4 separate regions of the Mus musculus genome follow, and regions 1, 2 and 3 are each linked to region 4. Evidence: chromatin contacts called from public HiChIP or PLAC-seq and promoter capture Hi-C data. All regions are on one chromosome and are shown on one strand. The core of a region is the stretch at or near the end of the contact, and the rest is flanking DNA. Distances in the headings are between cores, read along the strand shown.

Region 1 (2,917 bases), core at 369-2,868, 500 kb before region 4:
CCCCACCCCCCGCCCCGAATACCTCTCCGAATCACTAAGTATCCAAAATTAGCAGTACAGGTAAGATGCCCTATACTTTCTTCTTATTTGGTAATTTTTTTTTCTCAGCAAACTGGCGTTTTGTGGGGCAGATTACAAGACATAGCCATAGCATGATATGGGTAAACTACAAATCAACCAACCATTTAACTTTCAAAATAGCCTCCTGGACATATTTGAGAATCATCAACCTACAAGGACGCTTAAAGAATGTTCACAGATAGCCCACCTAACCTGGCGCAGCGATAACACCCCTTTATGACAAAGATAGAAGTCACTGCCATGAATACATAGACAGCAAAACCAAAATTCAACTGAGACTCTGACTTCGGCTCTGTTCTCAAGGTCGCGCACTAACTGGTCTCCATCCTTGCCAGTTTCTACACACCTGAATAAACCCTCATACACTGGTAACGTTACAACGCAGCCCTCTCTTTCTTGGTCTGGAAAGTATTCGGTCTTTCTCCGTACAGCCTTAAGTGTAATTCCTAGAAGGCACTGACAAATCTCTGCTAGGCCAATCTGCAGTGGAAAAACCATGTGTCCTACAGGATGACAGAAGGGCCAACACTTCTAACCCTCTACTTCAGCACTGCATGGCAACAGCCGTTCGTTCTGACACCATCCACGCAGAAAATGGGCAGGATCGAACACGGTTCATGTCAAAAAGGATCTGCTTGACCACAAACAGGCAGCTCTGTGGAAATACAATTTCTGGAACGAAAACACGAGGCTTGCACAATTCTAGAAACACGTCTAAGTGTTCCGTTCCAGCGCTGTGCTAAAAAAACTTTTCCTACCTAAACTTCCCAGCACGGGGCTGATCTCAAACCGATTGCCAAACCATGCACACCATGCACAAAAGCGGCGTGCACCACAACCACAGCCGCGGGGCAATGCCTGTCCCTGCCCAATCCTGCTCAGGCCGGGTTGCAATGTGGTTTAGTCCAGTCTACTTTCTGGTAATGTGTTTTTAAAATCCCGCCACGACCCAGGTCATTCCTTTAGAGATCTAATAACGACCAAATGACCGGACCTGCCAGGCACTTAGCGAGCCATTCTGCTTATGGCTCTTTAATAGCTCTTGGAGTTCTGCTAAGAGGAGAGCGGAAAACTCCAGCTTCCCCGGAAAGAAAGTCCTGCGCCGGGAGCGCGGAGAGGCGCGCGGAGCGTGGCCCCATCTCCCGCAGTCCCGCCGGTCCCCTCCGCGCCTTTACCTGTCAGCCCGTCCTCTCCCCCCGCCGCCGCCCCTCAGAGCCAGCCCCGGGAGAAAGCAACCCAAGGCATCCCATCCCAAAGAAAGAAAGCCGAGAGGCTGCTGCTCCAGGCAGGGGGCCATGGGCCACCGCGAGATCCGAGAGGCGACATGCCGCCGGCGCCCCGCACCTACCAGATAATCCATGTACAGAAACGCCTCAGTTATCCGGAGATCAGACATCCGGCAGCCTAAAGCATCCGGAATGGCTCCGAACCCGGAAAAAAAAAAAAAGCAGCAGCGTCTCGGGCTGCCAGCGAGCAGCTCCTGAAAAAGCCAGCAACAGCGAAGATCGCCGAGAGCAGCCGAGGAGCCGAAGATTACACCAGGGAAGCGACGATTGGCTGGGAGGGCGGGCCGAGGAAAAGGAGCGCGCTCATTGGCCGGAGTGTCTATAAAAGGCAGTCCCCCCGGTGGAGGGCAGCAGAGAAGCGCGGGACCCGGGACGGTGCTGGTTCCTGTTTGCTGGGGGAGGGGCGGGCGGAAACGCGCTGCGGCCCCGGGAGGCCGACTCTCAGCCTCTAGTCCGCTCGAGACCCGGCAAGCAGCCTGCCTGAGATTGAAGAGCAGCGGCGGCGGCGTCCCCGCCCACCCCTCCTTAAGAAAGCAGCCCAGGGCGGTGGGAGGCAGTTGCCCCGAGCGCCTTCCTGTGGCCTTGAAACGCCCTGGACCTGCGGATTAGAAGGGCAGACACCTTAAAGAAGGCAAACTGTGCAGTACTGGGGACTGCATTGACCCTCCAGGGTGTGGGTGTCTGCTACGGCGGACAACTTGAACTTGACCTTCCTGCGGCTCAGCACCAGTGCAGTCCAGACTAGGAACCTAGAGACTCACAAGTAAATTGATCACCCCAAACATTGAAGGAGACAGGCATCTGATCTTTGCATGCTTAATCCAATGTACCTGAATAGAATGAGCGGTGGGATTGTGAAAGTCCTCTAAAGGACCCAAGTAATACTGTTTGTGAACCTTATCTTAGGAAAAACAGAGCCGGTGCACTTGAGACTTGTGCGTTTCCTAAATTAAAAAAAAAAAAAAGAAAAAAAGAAAAAAAAAAGCAAGCCGGGCGGTGGTGGCGCACGCCTTTAATCCCAGCACTTGGGAGGCAGAGGCAGGTGGATTTCTGAGTTCGAGGCCAGCCTGGTCTACAGAACGAATTCCAGGACAGCCAGGGCTACACAGAGAAATCCAGAGAAACCCTGTCTCAAAAAAACAAACAAACAAACTTGGGGCCCGGGCAGTGGTGGTGCACGCCTTTGATCCCAGCACTTGGGAGGCAGAGAGGCAGGCGGATTTCTGAGTTCGAGGCCAGCCTGGTCTACAGAGTGAGTTCCAGGACAGCCAGAGAAATACAGAGAAACCCTGTCTCGAAAAACCAAAAAATAAAAAATAGAAAAATTTTAAAATTTTTTTAAAAAAGAATTACTTGGAATTGAGTGAAAATGGGAGTCAAGCGAGATAAAGACAACGGTCAGTTCTGGATTTTTTTTCTTTCACCTCCAAGATTCAGGCTAGAAAGGACAGTCAAGGCAAAGGTGAGACAAGATAAGCATGCCATTTGGAGTTGGGTATGGAGAGGAGTAAAATATAGAATGGCAAGAAAATAAAAATCAAAATTGAATC
Region 2 (2,705 bases), core at 191-2,690, 370 kb before region 4:
CACAATTGCTCTGTAGTACAGTTTTAGGTCCGGCATGGTGATTCCACCAGAGGTTCTTTTATCCTTGAGAAGAGTTTTTGCTATCCTCGGTTTTTTGTTATTCCAGATGAATCTGCCGATTGCCCTTTCTAATTCGTTGAAGAATTGAGTTGGAATTTTGATGGGGATTGCATTGAATCTGTAGATTGCTTTTGGCAAGATAGCCATTTTTACAATGTTGATCCTGCCAATCCATGAGCATGGGAGATCTTTCCATCTTCTGAGATCTTCTTTAATTTCTTTCTTTAGAGACTTGAAGTTCTTATCAGGAATTCAAGCCCATACCTAAACATGATAAAAGCAATCTACAGCAAACCAATAGCCAACATCAAAGTAAATGGTGAGAAGCTGGAAGCAATCCCACTAAAATCAGGGACTAGACAAGGCTGCCCACTTTCTCCCTATCTATTCAACATTGTACTTGAAGTCCTAGCCAGAGCAATTAGACAACAAAAGGAGATCAAGGGGATACAAATTGGAAAGGAAGAAGTCAAAATATCACTTTTTGCAGATGATATGATAGTATATATAAGTGACCCTAAAAATTCCACCAGAGAACTCCTAAGCCTGATAAACAGCTTCAATGAAGTAGCTGGATATAAAATTAACTCAAAGAAGTCAATGGCCTTTCTGTACACAAAGGATAAACAGGCTGAGAAAGAAATTAGGGAAACAACACCCTTCTCAATAGTCACAAATAATATAAAATACCTTGGCAGACTCTATTTTTATGTAGCACATCTTGAAGAAGTTCCGCGGCAGCTGCCTCAGTCTTGGCCAGTGGAAGGACAATGAAAGGGTGCTCTAGTTGAGAAATGATGTGCAGTGAGTGTCTTTGCCCATTCAATAGCATGGTGTTGATTAGATTCATTCTTTGTTTTCTGAACCTTAATATGAAATAGTTGAACGCTTTGCATTTTGCCCTCTGCTATTGACTATTTCTGTCAGTCCTGAGCTCCCAGGCTCCCTCTGAAGTTGCACAGTCTTCTCGCTTAGTCATCCCATCTCATTTTGCCGAGTCAGATGTACAAACACCAGCTGATGTGGTTCAGGTGTCCTTTAGGCACAAAAGAGTAAAAAGAACGGAATAGGATCCGAACTTAGCTGGAGTTTAGTAGCTGTTTGAAATTGATTGATTTCTCATAAACCAGAGTTAGAATCGTCTCTCCCCGAATGGAATTTTCAGGCAGAGGGAGAGGCTTGTACTGAGATGATTGCACACTTTGCAGGTCACACGGTGTGATCTTCAAGCGCTGCTTCTGGTTTCTACTTTGTGTTTTGGGGTGAACAAGGCAGACAGGCCTGCCAAGGCTAAGGGAGCGTGCAAGTGCGATCCCTGCCTGGCCCACTTGTACAGGCTGTGAGCTAAATGCAACTCGCAGAGGCGGCTATAAATAGCCATTCATTGTCAGTGTGTGTGAAAAGACAAGAGTCAGTGTGCCGGTCTGATTCAGCCCCAATTAAGCTGCCGTCTGGGCAGGACTGTAAACGGAGCTGCTAGGACTAAGAATCGAGTCCGCAGGCAACGCCAGAGACTAGACACTCACGGAAGGGAAGTGGTTCAACGCTGGAGTCGCCTCTGCTATGGCAAAAATCATTTTGAGGCACCTCATAGAGACCCCAGTGCGTTATCAGGAGGAGTTTGAAGCTCGAGGCTTAGAAGACTGCAGACTGGATCATACACTATACGCACTGCCCGGGCCAACCATCGAGGACCTGAGTAAAGCCAGAGGCGCAGGCACGCCACAGGCTCTGGCAGAGGACTCAGCCTCCACGGAGAAGCCACCCGGAGAAGGCAAATCCCGTTTCCAGATCCTGCTGGATGTGGTCCAGTTCCTGCCCGAGGACATCATCATCCAGACCTTCGAGGGCTGGCTGCTGATCAAGGCACAGCACGGAACCAGAATGGACGAACACGGGTTTATATCGCGGAGTTTCACCAGACAGTACAAACTGCCAGATGGAGTCGAAACCAAAGATTTGTCTGCCATCCTCTGTCATGATGGAATCTTGGTGGTGGAAGTCAAAGATTCACTAGGGACCAAGTGAAAGCCTTTTGGTTGCTCTTCATACCCCAGGAAGGAAGATGAAAGCCAGGGACACCCCGGGAATGCTTAAACTTTTGAGATGGATTGCTGTCACTTTTATGAGGATTAAAAAAAACCAAATGTATCCACCGTTCCTGGTATGTGGAGGTTGTCTTTCTTATTGGTAGCCAGAAAGGAAGGTTTTCAAATGTGTTTGTGCAGTTAGGAGTGCTGCTGCTTTTACAATGAAGCCACCTCAGAGCTAGCAGACTGTGGTTGGTACTAGAGAATGCTCAGCCTGGTTTTTGATGAGTCTAAAATTCCACAGAGGCCATTTGGACAACCCATGGCAAACCAGTCCTTGTCAGTAAAGAGATCTGATTTTTCCTCACTGTATGAAAAGTTTCTGCATTGCTAGAAAGAGGGGGGAGGGCTTCAAAGAGAAAATTTTATTTCTGTATACTATAATTTACGGGACCTGGGTCTGAATCTAGTTAAAAGTCACAACAGTTGTTGCTCATTTAAACATCAGTGGGGATCTTCAGGTATTTTAGTTTTTTAAAAGTTCCCATATAGACCACATATAGTTTTCAAAGCTAAACTGAACCCTACCAGAAGTTTTGCTGCTAGACAATGTAT
Region 3 (2,826 bases), core at 307-2,806, 340 kb before region 4:
ACCCCCAGAGTCTATTCTAGTCACACCATCCTGTTTTGCAATTTCTCTGTCGGAAGAGGGGGAGGGGCTGGTGGGATCTTTTGTGGAATGAGCCAATGAACAGACAACTGACCACAATGAAGGCTTAGACTGGCTTAGGCTACCAAGGGAAGGTAGGGGACAGGGATGGCTGGAAAAGCTAGGCACGCTAAGCCAGGTACAATGATGGCACAGGCACGTAATCCTAATGGGAGAGTGTTTGGTTTCAGACCTTGGAACAAGGAACTGAGGTGCATATTTTATACATCAAAGCAGGCCTCCAGGGTCTCTCAACCCTCAAAGTTACCTTCCTCTAAAGGCGTTTGCTTTATGATCCAGACATTTTGGGGGCTCTCCCTCTCTCCCTCCCTCTCCCCCTCCCTCTCCCCCCCCCTCCCTCTCCCCCCCTCTCCCCCTCCCTCTCCCCATCCCTCTCTCTGCCTGTCTCTCCCTCTGTCTCTCCGTGTCTCTCTCTCTCTGTCTCTCTCTCCCATCCCTCTCTCCCTCTCTGTGCCCAGGCCCTTTCTCCCCCCATACTCCACCCCATGATGACTTCCCAGGCCTCAGTCCTTGGGGCCAGCGAACTCACCTGAGAGCAGCTTCCGGATAAACTTGTATTTAATATGACCTAATCTGGTTTGAATAGGCTCATTTCGCCATCAAAGAACTAGCCTATTAGGGAGAGGTAAAGGCAGGAAGGATGCTTGTGAGCTTGGAGTCACTTTGAACTACAGTGTGGCTTTATCTCAAAACAAAACTGCCCAAACAAAACCAACCAGGAACTTGGTATAAAGAAAAGGACTGTCAGACTATCATGAGTCTGTGTTCGCCGCTGATTTATTTCAAGGCAGACTTCATTGCCGCCCTGTCTCCCGAGAAACATGAAGGGACACTAGACTGAAACTAGAACTTGACCTTGGCGAGGCCACTCATGGGAAGGGGCGTGGCTAAAAAAGTAGCTATACATTCTTTCGTCCTTTATTTCCAACCAAGACTGGAGCCATGATTCAGAGGTTTCATCGGTATTGGAAAGCTGAAACTACAAGGTATAAAACTCCCTGGATGGGGGGCTGTGGAAGAGGCACAAAAGGAACCGCAGCTGGGGCAGGAATAAGGTCCTCCCGGTGCTGTGGATTTAACAGGTCTGCCCAATTTCAGAGTCCCCAGCCACTTCAAAGGGGACAGAGTGGGAGAACTTGGATACAGCTAGGAAGTTTAACAAGAAACTTTAGAGCACTGTAGAGAAGAAACCAAACGTGGCTTCTGCCCTGACCACACTGTTGTGTGCTGTGAAACAGGAAGTGGCTGCTGAATGTCCTCCTCACGCGCTCGCTCTCCACCTTCCGGGACAGAAGTTTCCCTGGAAACCCGCCGCGATGGTGAAGCAGATGGAGGGAGGCAGGGTGAAGAGCAAAGACCACATGTTATAAAACGGGAACACTTGCTTTTATACATCGAGTGTGCGTAGTTGGTGCCCCCTTCATGGTTCCAATCCTCCCGATCGTTCGATAGGCCCTCTGTGTACAGTACACTTGCCTCTGACTGATTGTGCCTTCAAGGGAGGGCTCCTCCCATGCCTGCCCCGGGTTTCTACGTGCCTCCATCCTGCTTCAGCCTGGAACATTCTATTAATACTTCTAGCAAGACTCGTTGCTCTTTTTGTTTTTAAATCCTAATCTTCCCCTCTCAGATTATCTTGAAAAGAATCAGCAACGCTTGGGTGTGTCGCTTTGTACATTGAACGGCTGTCTGGTCACCCTGAAGGTGATGTGGTAGACACAATAAAGCAACCCCACTGATCTATATCCTTGTATAATCTTGTCCCCTGGGTATTGGTAGAAACTGTGACTTGCTTCTAAACTGTAAAACAATGGCAAACATGATCAGATGTCACCCTGATGACCATATTTTGTTATAAAAGACTGTCTTGACTGGATGGAAAGGGTCCCTTGCTAGCTTTGAAGATACTGTGTTATGGGAATGCCGTAGAGCAAGGAACTTCAAGAGGATAAGGGTCCCAAACCAACAGCCAGCAGGAAAACAGGGACCTTGGTGTCCTAACCTTAAGGGATAAATTCTGACAACACGGAAGGAGTTCAGAAGCAGGTGCTGGCTTCCCTTTTCAGGTTTCTAGAGGAGCACACCACCCAGCTGACCCCCTGTAGCCCTCGGATACCCTGAGGTCAGGATATAGCTGAGCCGTGTTCAGATGCCTCCCATGGTAGGAAACTCTGAGCTCACAGCAAGGCGAGCTTTTGAAAGGGCTAACTCGGCAGGCACGCAGTAGATAGCCGAGAAAGGCAGCAGACAAGAGATACTCTGGAGATGCTTGGTGATAAGAAGAAATCAGAAAAGACAAGAGACTTTTCAGAGCCTCTTTTAAAGACAGGCGTACTTCACAGAATGCCCCACCCAGCCTGTGCTGTGTCAGTCATGTAGAATTTGCCTTGTATAAACACTGCGACTATGGCTTTGAGGAGATATTTGCGCCAGTCAGGTTTTAGCCAGGAAAGCAGAAATCATTATGCCACTTGAATGATGTAATGCACATGCTCTCTTGAGCAGGCGGTGAGAGCAGACAGCAAGCCTGAGATGAGCATGGCAGCCTAGAGGCTAGCAGCAACTCCGGGGTGAGGGTGGGGGGGTCTAAGCAACCTCCGGGCTCCTCCCTAAGTTCCGTATTTTATATGGTGCTTGTGTGTATGCACAGGTTAAGCATTTTGTTTTGTTTGAGACTGGGTCTGGCTCTGTTGCTCAGGCTGGCTTCACACCCAAGATTCTCTTGCTTTAGCCTCCCAGTAGCTGAGA
Region 4 (2,815 bases), core at 42-2,541:
CACTGACTCTTAATCCGTAAACTTCTCTTTGCCCCCATACTATTACTGGCCCCCTGTCTGAAGCCATGTGGGTTTTTCTTCCAAAGTCCATTCACTGCCCTTTGGAGTCTCTCCTCTTAGACTCAACACCTGTTCCTTCAGTCAGTCACAGCAGCCAACAAGCCTCCTCCGACCCTTTGCCACACCCACCCTTGGAATCAGTCATGAAGGGGCAAGGCAGCCTGCAGATGAGGACCTAGGAAATATGAAGGAGGATAAAGAAGGAGTAGAGCTTTTCCGAGCAGCCTGAAGAAGTGGAAGGGTGAGGCATCTTCAAGAACCTAGAAGGCCCTTGGACTCCAAAGAGGCCAAATGACGTCATCACGCAATGATCATGCAAGCAGCGATGCTGTTCGGCCACTCTGAAAATGAATTTAAATCCTGAGAATTTCATCTAAATACTATGCACATGCAACACGTGTGATTTAGAATTTCTTTTCCCGTTTAAAAACAAAGTCACCTGGAAGTCATTTTTGAATTGATGTTGGGAAGGCCTAGGAAGTGGAGCTCATAAAAGTCCAAAGAACCACGTGTTTAGTAATCTGGAGGGAGGCAAAAAGCCAAGGGGGGGGGGGGGAATAAAACACTAAGTATTTGAGCTCAGAAAAGTTAAGGTTCCCTACGGTGCAGGGACAAGAAACCAGGGGTCAAAGACTAGCCCAGGTGAACAGAAGGTCCCCCACTCACTGCATTTCACGTGAGACCAAAGAGCTCCAGACCCAAACTGAAAAGATGCAGCCGGGCTGCCCGCAGGAGTCGGCCATTCTGCTGGTCGGGTGGCCGACCTTAAAACTCAGTACACCGGGAGGAGGTGGGGCACAGGCTGGGGCTGGGAGTTGGAAGGGGTCGGCCGCCAGCAAGCCTGTGAGCAGGGCCGCGTCGCGTCCTCCCCTCTGCCCAGCTTGGGGACAAGGGGCCTGATCGCGCCTGGGGGCCTGAGGGACCGAGGGCCGCGCGCCCTGCTCGCCCAGCCTCCGACTCGACCGGACCGGACCCGACCCACACTCCTACCGGCCGCCCACCCTCTCCGCGTAGCGCCGCTTGGCTCGGCCCGCCTCGGGCGGGGAAGGGAAGTTGGGGCGCGTACCTCCGAGCCCCCCGCGCGGCCCGCAGAGCCCCAGAAAGGCGGTGAGCAACAGGAGGCCGCAGGCCCCGGGCCGCCCCATCCCGCCGCGCCGTCTCCGGGGCCCGCGCCGAGCTCTACCTGCGCGGCCCGCGACCCGCCTGCGCGCCCCAAAGCCTGGAGAGAGGCGGCGCCCCGCGCGACACGACGGGGCGGGGCACTTCTGCGACCTGCAGCTGTTGCGCGGGATCAGAGCCAGCTAGATCGAAGGCTCCAAGGCAGTGCAGGCTACAAACAGGACAGGGAGTCGGTGGTCCCCTCCCCTGCTTGCAGATTTGAAGTTTAGTGTCCCTGGGTGGAACGGGGAGCTCCGGGCAGCAGGCTGAGGGGATAGAAGGGCAGGACCTAGGCTGGCCTTGAAACAACCTGTCCCTATGACCACAGCACATCCCAGGGGGACAGTGGGTTTTTCTCAGCCTTATCCTAAAGCGGGCCTTCTGTGTAATGTTTGTGAATGTGTGTTGGATGAGCAGAACACGGTAGGAAAGAAGTAGCCTGTCATTTCTTTGCAAATGTGAGCCTTACTTTTAGATTTTTTTTAAAGCTCAGTCCGAGTTAAACCTTTGAATTTCTGGAGCAACTGCCTGTCAGAATAAGGTCTAAGATTTTATGTGTCGATATCACGTCTTACCTTGGGAGCCATGATTACAAGTCACAGGGAGGAGACACCCCCACACAAGTAGAGTCCAAGGAGATGGTTGGACCAGACGATTCCAGGGCTCTCTAAAACCAGCTTCCCTGGGCTACATTTTGCGATGCTCGGGGTGGTCAAAATGGCAGCTCTCCAGCTACCAGGATAGTCAATGTTAGTCCTGCTTTGTTCTTAGCAAAACCAAGGATGACTTCATTTCCCACCCGTTCCATTCTTGGTTCTTTAATAAAGTGCTTTTTAAAGCAAAGAATCACATTTTGACCTTTTCTGCAGCCGAAAATCTGTGAGGCCTCTGTTCCACTTCTAAAAAGAATACGTTTCGTCCACCCAGCAGCCTTCCATGATCCTGGGAACCTCGCCCTCCTTTAGAGAAACTGTACTCTCTGCCTGCCTCACCATGTGTGGGAATTAGGAGTTGGCATCCACTTCTAAGAACCCCCTCTCTGTCACGTGATGGGCTGGGGTGGGTACTCGTGACTGGAGCAGGGCCAGGCAGTTTCCAATCTGAAGATTTCCACTGAATGCATCTAAGGAAGAGGGCCTGCAACTCTCCGGAGTGGGAGGCAGAGAAACTATGAATGGCTCTGACTTTTCTAATAAGCTAGCGCACAAAAAGAAGACAGGACCTAGAAAAAGGTTGTAGCTCCACCTGGGGTCTACTACCTCCATGAGCCAGCCCTGAAACCAACTGTTCCTTAATCATTTCACGGACGTTTTTGCATAAACCATTCACGTCCACTTTTAACCGAATCTCCCTGGAGTTAAGTTCCATACTTAACTTATTACCAAAAGCAACCTGTCAGTGTGAGCCCAAGCATGGTAATGTGCTGGTGTGTATATTGGTGGCCTGTTTGGTGGCCTGTCACAGTGACAAGTCATCTGACAAAAACAACTTATAGGAGAGTTGGCTGATTTGGCTCACAGCTTTGGTGGTTTCAGTCCCAGGTCAGCTGCTTTCTCCCCATTTTAGGCCTCAAGTGTAGCAGAAAATGATGGTGGAG

What was found. HiChIP or PLAC-seq counts read pairs in DNA pulled down with a chosen protein or histone mark. Capture Hi-C pulls out chosen DNA fragments and counts their contacts.
Region 1: an H3K4me3 HiChIP or PLAC-seq map of stem cell-derived neural progenitor cells shows a contact between it and region 4, with 5 times the contacts expected there. The contact joins the promoter of Arl15 here to the promoter of Cspg4b in region 4. A contact is called at or near these places in 1 of 39 promoter capture datasets (hippocampal neurons), 1 of 484 Hi-C or Micro-C datasets (nephron progenitors), 9 of 115 datasets of contacts at active chromatin or transcription factors (astrocytes, bone marrow-derived macrophages, cardiomyocytes and 4 more) and 2 of 9 other capture datasets (adipose tissue and embryonic stem cells).
Region 2: a contact with region 4 is called in a promoter capture Hi-C map of adipose tissue, with 17 times the contacts expected there. The contact joins the promoter of Hspb3 here to the promoter of Cspg4b in region 4. A contact is called at or near these places in 11 of 39 promoter capture datasets (the C10 cell line, cranial neural crest, embryonic stem cells and 8 more), 2 of 484 Hi-C or Micro-C datasets (bone marrow-derived macrophages and embryonic fibroblasts), 17 of 115 datasets of contacts at active chromatin or transcription factors (bone marrow-derived macrophages, cardiomyocytes, craniofacial prominence and 8 more) and 4 of 9 other capture datasets (adipose tissue, embryonic stem cells, liver and 1 more).
Region 3: an H3K4me3 HiChIP or PLAC-seq map of bone marrow-derived macrophages shows a contact between it and region 4, with 8 times the contacts expected there. The contact joins the enhancer-like site here to the promoter of Cspg4b in region 4. A contact is called at or near these places in 2 of 484 Hi-C or Micro-C datasets (bone marrow-derived macrophages and embryonic fibroblasts), 17 of 115 datasets of contacts at active chromatin or transcription factors (bone marrow-derived macrophages, craniofacial prominence, embryonic basal ganglia and 9 more) and 4 of 9 other capture datasets (adipose tissue, embryonic stem cells, liver and 1 more).

Annotation. Positions count from the first base shown.
Region 1 is chr13:113,793,209-113,796,125 of GRCm38.p6, reverse strand. It overlaps Arl15 (ADP-ribosylation factor-like 15), which reads right to left and starts at 1,618. Exons shown (of 5, transcript NM_172595.4): 1 at 1,430-1,618. The coding sequence starts at 1,477.
Region 2 is chr13:113,662,411-113,665,115 of GRCm38.p6, reverse strand. It overlaps Hspb3 (heat shock protein 3), which reads left to right and starts at 1,440. Exons shown (of 1, transcript NM_019960.2): 1 at 1,440-2,220. The coding sequence starts at 1,624. The coding sequence ends at 2,088. All of the region lies in intron 1 of Gm34586 (a long non-coding RNA gene), which reads right to left.
Region 3 is chr13:113,634,656-113,637,481 of GRCm38.p6, reverse strand. No RefSeq gene overlaps it. Among named protein-coding and RNA genes, the nearest start is that of Snx18, 18 kb to the right of the region's middle. Within about 2 kb of position 1,556, at least 98 of the 459 cell types and tissues checked have an H3K27ac peak or open chromatin away from gene starts, as enhancers often do. A contact at or near this core is called in adipose tissue, bone marrow-derived macrophages and microglia, where this site is marked.
Region 4 is chr13:113,291,646-113,294,460 of GRCm38.p6, reverse strand. Cspg4b (chondroitin sulfate proteoglycan 4B) reads right to left here and starts at 1,291. Exons shown (of 10, transcript NM_001378698.1): 1 at 1,127-1,291. The coding sequence starts at 1,205.